Linked DNA regions of Rattus norvegicus: region 1 is linked to region 2. A link is a contact called in public Hi-C data. All regions are on one chromosome and are shown on one strand. The core of a region is the stretch at or near the end of the contact, and the rest is flanking DNA. Distances in the headings are between cores, read along the strand shown.

Region 1 (3,511 bases), core at 875-3,374, 88 kb before region 2:
CAATTTAGTTTATGAATTGACATGCACCAGATTGTTGAGACAGCACAGAAAAAGGTCTAAAGATTTTTAGTAATTGATTACTTTTGGAACAGTTTCGCTTTATTTACTGTATTTTAAAGAATATATAGGTATATATTTCTCTTTTGCTGTTGTTAATTTAAAAATAGAAATTAGATAATGCACTTATATGGCTCAGATTATATTTCTGCTTTTATTTCTATTATACTTCTACAGTGGTAAAAGACAGCAGTAGTTTAGATGTGAGTAATTCATTAAATGTGAGTAATGCAGCAAATTAGAGGAATACCTGTTTCAACCTGACAGTTTCCCACTGGCATCAAGAAAGCAGGAACCTTAGGAGTATAAGGACTCTAGCCGCAGTCATCTGCCTTCTTCTCTAGCCTCGTAAACTGTTGTTTTACCCATTACATTCAATGGTTTCCATTTTAAAGGTTTTAAACATATCTTTGATCATTATACAATTTTAGAAGTATTCAGACATTTCAGAAATGCTCTTTAGAAACCACATCTTGTTGGCTGCTTGGTGAAGTTTGTTAAGGTTCCTTCTAATCTCTGCATACACCAGGCATACATATAGTATACACAAATATATGCAGGAAAAACAATTAAACACATAAATATATTTTTTAAAATTAAAAACTTAATATATTACATTCAGTAATAACTTAAAATTTATTTACAAGCAAATAATTAAAATATTTATTTTTATTTAAAGTATCTGTATATATCATTTATATTATAATATTTAATAAGAGAAGAATGCCATTTACCCCAATATTATGGTGGATGCTCAGCTGTCTCATGGAATTCAAGTACATAACATTGCATTTGATTTCTGACCTTGTACATTTAGAAGTAGATTTAAAAAAATAATTTAGACAAATTTATATTATGCATATGAGTGTGTTCAATGTATGTGTGACTTGTGCCTGCAGGGGATAGCAGAGGGGATATGATCCCTGTAACTGGAGTTATGGAGGATTATGAGCGCCCCCCATGATGTAAGTGCTGGAAATGAAACCGGGTTCCTCTACAAGAGCAAATGATCGTAAAAGCTGAGCCGCCTTTCCAGACCCAGTAATTTGATCATCACACAGTGGTTGCAGATACATGCCCCAGCCCCTTTACCAGTCTGTGGAGACTTGTACTATATTCTGTGCCCTACAACTAAGTTTTTCAATTGCACTTTTCATAGGAAAATGCCACGTCCTATTATTAGACTGTCGATGGCTCTCAGTCTCTGTGATGACACAGAATCATCAAGGCATAATTCTCCTGATTTTGGAAGTCTGGTTTCTGTCATGGGAGACACGTGCTCATATGGACCTTGGGAACCTCCTCTTCACACAGAGCCCTGTAAGGACAATGTCTGTAGTAACCATGCTTACCTTTCAGCTAGAATCTTACCATTTCATATTTGTCCTTCTTAATCTTGGTTGTCAACTCCAATGCTAAAATGCAGGAATAGTACAAACAACAGGCTGACATAATGTGAGATTAGGCAGAAGGGTTGGGGACGTAGAGTTCTTCAGAGTTTCTGGATTGGTGATTCCTGGTCTCCCTCCCCTATTCTTGGCATTTCATTTAAGTGCACACTAAGAAAATCTCTCACTTTTATGTTTAGGCATACCCTTTCGTGTCTGTTTGGTGTTATCTTCTTCAGTGGCATTTTCAAATGTCTTAAATTGAGCAGCCCACAGGACAGACTTGATTGAAAGGATGTGGTTACCATGGCACTCCAAAGACAATTTCCAGAGAGAAGTGTATCTTCTCTACAAACAGAAGCAAAAACTCAAAATAGATAGTGACATATTTTCTTTCCAGAGAATGAGAACAAAATGTACAGTAGATGTTAGTTAAAAGCAACCTCAAAAATTTGCCTTTAAATTTATTACTTTAAATCCAATCATTTAAGCATGATGCTGTCCAGTACATGAATGGTGTGGCTATTCCTATAGTCCATTGTGTTAAAGATGTCTGTATTCTTGAATTCATGTCTGTATTCTTGAATTCTAATATAAATGACTGCATGAGATTCTTCTTCTGATACCCATGGACCGTCACCACACTCCTCCTAGTATTCTTCCCACATTCATACTATTTTCAGATCTAAACACCATATGGGAGTCAAACTACATAGAGAAATCACAGTATGAATTCTAGAAGGCTTGAGCTTGTTGAAAATTTGTCTAATCTTCTCAAGTTGTGGGTAAAAGGGAAAAAAGAAAGAAAAGGAAAAAGAAAACGGTTATCTGAGTTACCCAGTTAAATGGCTGACTAAAAATAAAGCCATCGCTTGCATCTACATGTAGCTACTTTATCTGACTTGTATTCAGATTCTGTATCCCATCTGTCATCATTAATAAGAGTTCTATCAAAGTCTAGGCTAAAATCGAGAGTCATTTATTGCTGTCAAAGACAGTTGACCCTTTAAACAGCTGCCCTTGAAAAAAAATCACATAAAAAATTTTGGCATTTGAGGCTCTTTTTTCTTTTTGAGACAGGGTTTTGTTGTGTTTTCCTGGCTGCTGATCTGAAACTTCCTGGAATTCAAAGATGCACCTGCCTCTGCCTCCTGAGTGGTGGGATTAAAGTGTGTGCTCAGTGAGACATCTGTTTTTAGCAGTACCTAGAAGATCTTGGGATGATTTGTGATGTTTTTATTTCTCAGATTGTTTTGTCTAGAAAAATTGGGCTACAAATATTTTTAAGTCAAATTCACCATGTTTTCAACTGGTATATGCAACAATGTCTTCAAGGGATATGTTATATGACATATTTGACAAATAAATCATTATATGATTTATTTATAATATCTTGATAAAATTGGGAAACCATTATCCAACTTATTTTAAAAGTTCTGTTGTTCATGATCACTGCATAGATGATTAATCACATTTGAACATCATAAATGTATGATGTTTATATCATTTAGCTGTAACTGGGTTCTCAGTATTGCTGGTGATTCTTTGTTACCCCCAGTTGACTCAGGTAGCTACATTATGATCACTTAGATCACTTTTTATTCATTACTCCACAAGTCACGTGTCTATCACACTAGAACGCATGTGGATAGATGGAGAATATTTTGAAATGAATACAAATACTTAAAGCTAAATTAAGCAAACAAATTTGCAAGCTTCCCTTGTTGTTGTTTCTTTGCTTGATTATTTTGCATTATTTATTTGATACAATGTCTCTTATACCCTAGACTGGTCTCAAACTCCCTGTGTACTTAAGGATGACCTAGAACTGTTGGTCTTATTTTTGCTATCTCCCAAGTGCTGGGAGACCAGTTATGTGCCATTATGGCCAGCTTATAGGCTTTTCAGAAGCTCATAGGATGGAGAAAGAGCCTCAGAAGGACAAAATTAAGATAGCAGTAGAAACAAAACAGTGGGAATTCGACTGTGGTTATTTGAAAGGGCCAGCAAGAACACAGGATGCTGGAGAGAGTGTTCACAACTTTTCTTCATTATTGTGACAAGTT
Region 2 (3,512 bases), core at 533-3,032:
GTAGACTTCAAAATGACTTAGCTTTGTGTATATATCAACAAATAAATCTTCACTTGTTTACAGGTTGTTGGTATAAGAATACTCTATGTATACGCATTTATTCTCATCAGTTTGGAAGAACTCTATTATCTTCAACATGAGAGGATGATGCTCTATATATTAAAAAAAAGGAAGAGTCGCTTTTGCTTTATAGAGAAAACCATGTTGACAATAAGTTGGTGAATATACAAATATATTTTCCCTTGAAGTTTCCAGAATAAAAAAGAAATCGTAGTCACATCTTTCTACTGATCTTGCCCAGCCAATATTTTTAACATGATCTGTGGATGGTAAAATAAAATAGGCATGAACTGAGGGTGAATTTTTAAAGAACACTGAAGGCACCTGTGATGGACTAGAGTAGAAATGTAGAACAGTTTTAAAAATTAGAGTACTAGACAAAGATAGCTGATGATGTGGGCTCTAAAAGTTTCTTCTTTATATACTAGATGGGTCTTCCAACATACATGGGGTCAAGAATATTTCCCTGTTTTCCTTAAGTAATGTACTTGAACCTTTTAAAGTTTATAAATACTATAAAATATGATAGTGTTATTATTTGTTTGGGTGCTGCTGTTAATAACTGGTGACACTGATTATTTCTGTGTTGTAAAATGAATGAAGTAGATAAACAAGGATGGAAGCTCCATTTTCTTCTGACTGTATGCCAGGATATGTCAGCCGAGAGATGGGCTGAAACAGAGGGACTGCTATGATTTGGCTTCTTTGGGTTCCCTGTGAGTTCTCTCTCAATCTGCTTGGAACAAGCAACTGTCTCAAAATCCTTGAATAAAAATCGATTTGTTTATTCAGAGAGGTGAGGTGGCTAAAGTTTTTATCAATTGCATTTATCCTTGAGTTAAACGCATTTGACAAAAAGAATAGAACTATTGATTATCGGAGAGATAATAGACCTTCATTTAGGTAAATAAACTGGAGTGTCCTCAGATCATCTTTTCCTTGAAATAACTGCTCTTAAAATTGGGAGAGCAGTGTGCAATATGCTGCCGACATACCTTAAAACCTATGCGAAATTTTTCCTATAACACAAATGTATTATCTGGATAATGAGGATATACATTTTTACATTAAAGGCAAGAGCTTATTCTTCCCTGTGTATTTCTGTATGCTTGTTTATTTTGAGAGAAACACAGGCAAGACAGTCTTCCTTTATACTCTACTAAAGCTTGACACAGCTTTGACAGACAGTGTTTATTTTCTTCCTGTACCTTTTGTGAAGTATTGAGACTCTAGTTGTGTTCTGTCACTCAATAGGTTGAGCACGATTGCTAATTTATTGCCAGACTGCAACATTGTGATTTGCATTCCAAATCAGAGTGCGGATTCCCATTGTATCCTGTTGTTCCTTATCCAGAATCCTTTCGTTCTTTTTGTCGCCCCCATTCTCCAATAATCACCCTTAACATTTTTCTCTTCACAAAATTCCCATTTGGAATCAGCTACGCCGATAGATCCTTTTTTTTTTTCTCCTCTTTACCTGTAAAAGTCCTATGTCACTAAAAAAAATTAAATACTTATTAAAACAAAAGATTTATACTTATTTCTTTGATAGCCATGTTTTTATTTCTCCTTGATTTGGAAAGATGTGAATGTGAGGGTCCTATCTTAATAATAACCTTTAACAGACCAGCCTCGAGATAGTCTAATTGCATCCCTTCTTGGCACCTTTAAATCAAATTAACTAGACACTTCGTGAGGAGGTAAAAGGAAAGGGCATTTTTGTAATGAATCTGACTGGGTGAGCAGAAACTACTGCAGCAGAAAGACAGGATGAGAATCTGGGCTTTCCCACTGTGGTAGCAATGGGGGGAATTATGGGTTGGTGGTCCGCTTCATGCTAGGAGGACACCCCTCCATCTGTTCACAGTTCAGCCTGCTTCCAGTTTAAAGCCGAGATTTCAACACAAACCTCAATTTCTTTCCCCCATTTTAAATGCAAAGCGAGGCTTGTGAATCACAGTGCCTCTGCTCCTAGCATCCAGACCCCTTTCCACTCCCCCTCCCAAAATTATCCGGCTGTTTGTTTGAGTACCTGCTTACTGTGGCACACAATAGGCAGCTTTGAGAAGAAAAATTGATAATCTTCACGGAAGAGTAATTTGAATGAAATTACACTTGACAGCCAGCCTCTAAGCAAACAAGAGGCGCGAGGGAGCTTCAGCTAAGCTCCAAGGACTTGCCCAAGCCACTGCTGCTGGAGCTGCCCAGGGAAAAAAAGCACTCGCTTTTTTTAACATCTAATTGAGCTTTTGACTAATTCCGTGCACCAGATTCTCCTGAAGAAAGGTAGCCATGGAAGAGAATATGGAAGAAGGACAGACACAAAAAGGTACTGTGCTTTAAAAAGGGTTTATTTGTAATGAAGTGATCATTTTGTGCTTTCGTTGTTTGTTTTAAACACTTGCCAGAGAGACTAATGAATCTTTTTCTCTTGAAAGGCATTTCCCCCTTCCTTTTTCCTCTGCTCCTCATTTGCTGTATTGCCAGTTGCGATCCTTATCGTTTGAGCATCTTCTAGATATAAGTATCTAAACGCATATTCAGATATTGATGATAAGGACAGTGCAGTGGGGTGAAGTAGTCTTTAGTCCAGTCTTTGTTAAACTTCATTTATTTCACGTTTTCATGGTTGTCAAGCTGAGCTCTGAGATTCCAGATTTCAGACACAAACACAATTGGTGCACAAGTTGCAGTTAAAAATTTGATGATGTAATCATTATCAATACCTTTGCACAGCCATCTGATAGAACAAAGAACAACAGCATTTAGTATCATTTGGTTTGTACTCATTTAATTTATTTATTTTCATGGGTGCAGTGTTGTTTTAATTAATAAGGAGCAAAAATTCACAGATTTTGAGGTTTATTTAATGACATTAGTTTTTTCTTTCTTTCAACTTACAGTTGATTATAAATATTTAATCTTTGTTAAATTTCAGATTCATTTTTAAAGCTTTATAGTTATTATCTGGCTATATGTGATAATTTTTTTAAATTAACAATGGAAAATGTTGCCAATTTCAAATGATTCAAACAGCTTTAGAATTTTTTTTTTAAATACATCAAGTGAGGCTTCAGAGGAAATGTGTTTCACCCCAGTAGAGGCAGTGTTTGCTCTCATGTCTGTGCACAGGCTTATGTAATACTAGAGAAAACACTCTTGTTTTCTTAAGATTAAAAGAGTCATACTACATAATACACATAAAGAAAATAGTTTACAAGAATTGCTAGAGAAATACATTTTCAAGGATGGTTTTAAATGTATATAAATGTGTTCTTGTTTTAAAACTGCATTTTAAATGATGTCACTTGTAGTTTGGAGGTTCAGTGCATGATTTCTCATATGTTAAAATGTTCAGGTATGCTTGTCCTCTTTTCTAAGTAGCCCCCCCGACACACCTACACACACACACACACACACACACACACACACACACACACACACAAACCCAC

The links. A called contact is a pair of places that touch in the nucleus more often than the background predicts.
Region 1: a contact with region 2 is called in a Hi-C map of prefrontal cortex, with 4 times the contacts expected there. The contact joins the enhancer-like site here to the promoter of Gpm6a in region 2. A contact is called at or near these places in 2 of 12 Hi-C or Micro-C datasets (frontal cortex and prefrontal cortex).

The regions. Positions count from the first base shown.
Region 1 is chr16:43,574,569-43,578,079 of GRCr8, reverse strand. It overlaps a transcript of Gpm6a not described here. Among named protein-coding and RNA genes, the nearest start is that of Gpm6a, 89 kb to the right of the region's middle. Within about 2 kb of position 2,124, at least 18 of the 93 cell types and tissues checked have an H3K27ac peak or open chromatin away from gene starts, as enhancers often do. A contact at or near this core is called in prefrontal cortex, where this site is marked.
Region 2 is chr16:43,486,082-43,489,593 of GRCr8, reverse strand. It overlaps Gpm6a (glycoprotein m6a), which reads left to right and starts at 1,782. Exons shown (of 7, transcript NM_178105.3): 1 at 1,782-2,389. The coding sequence starts at 2,353.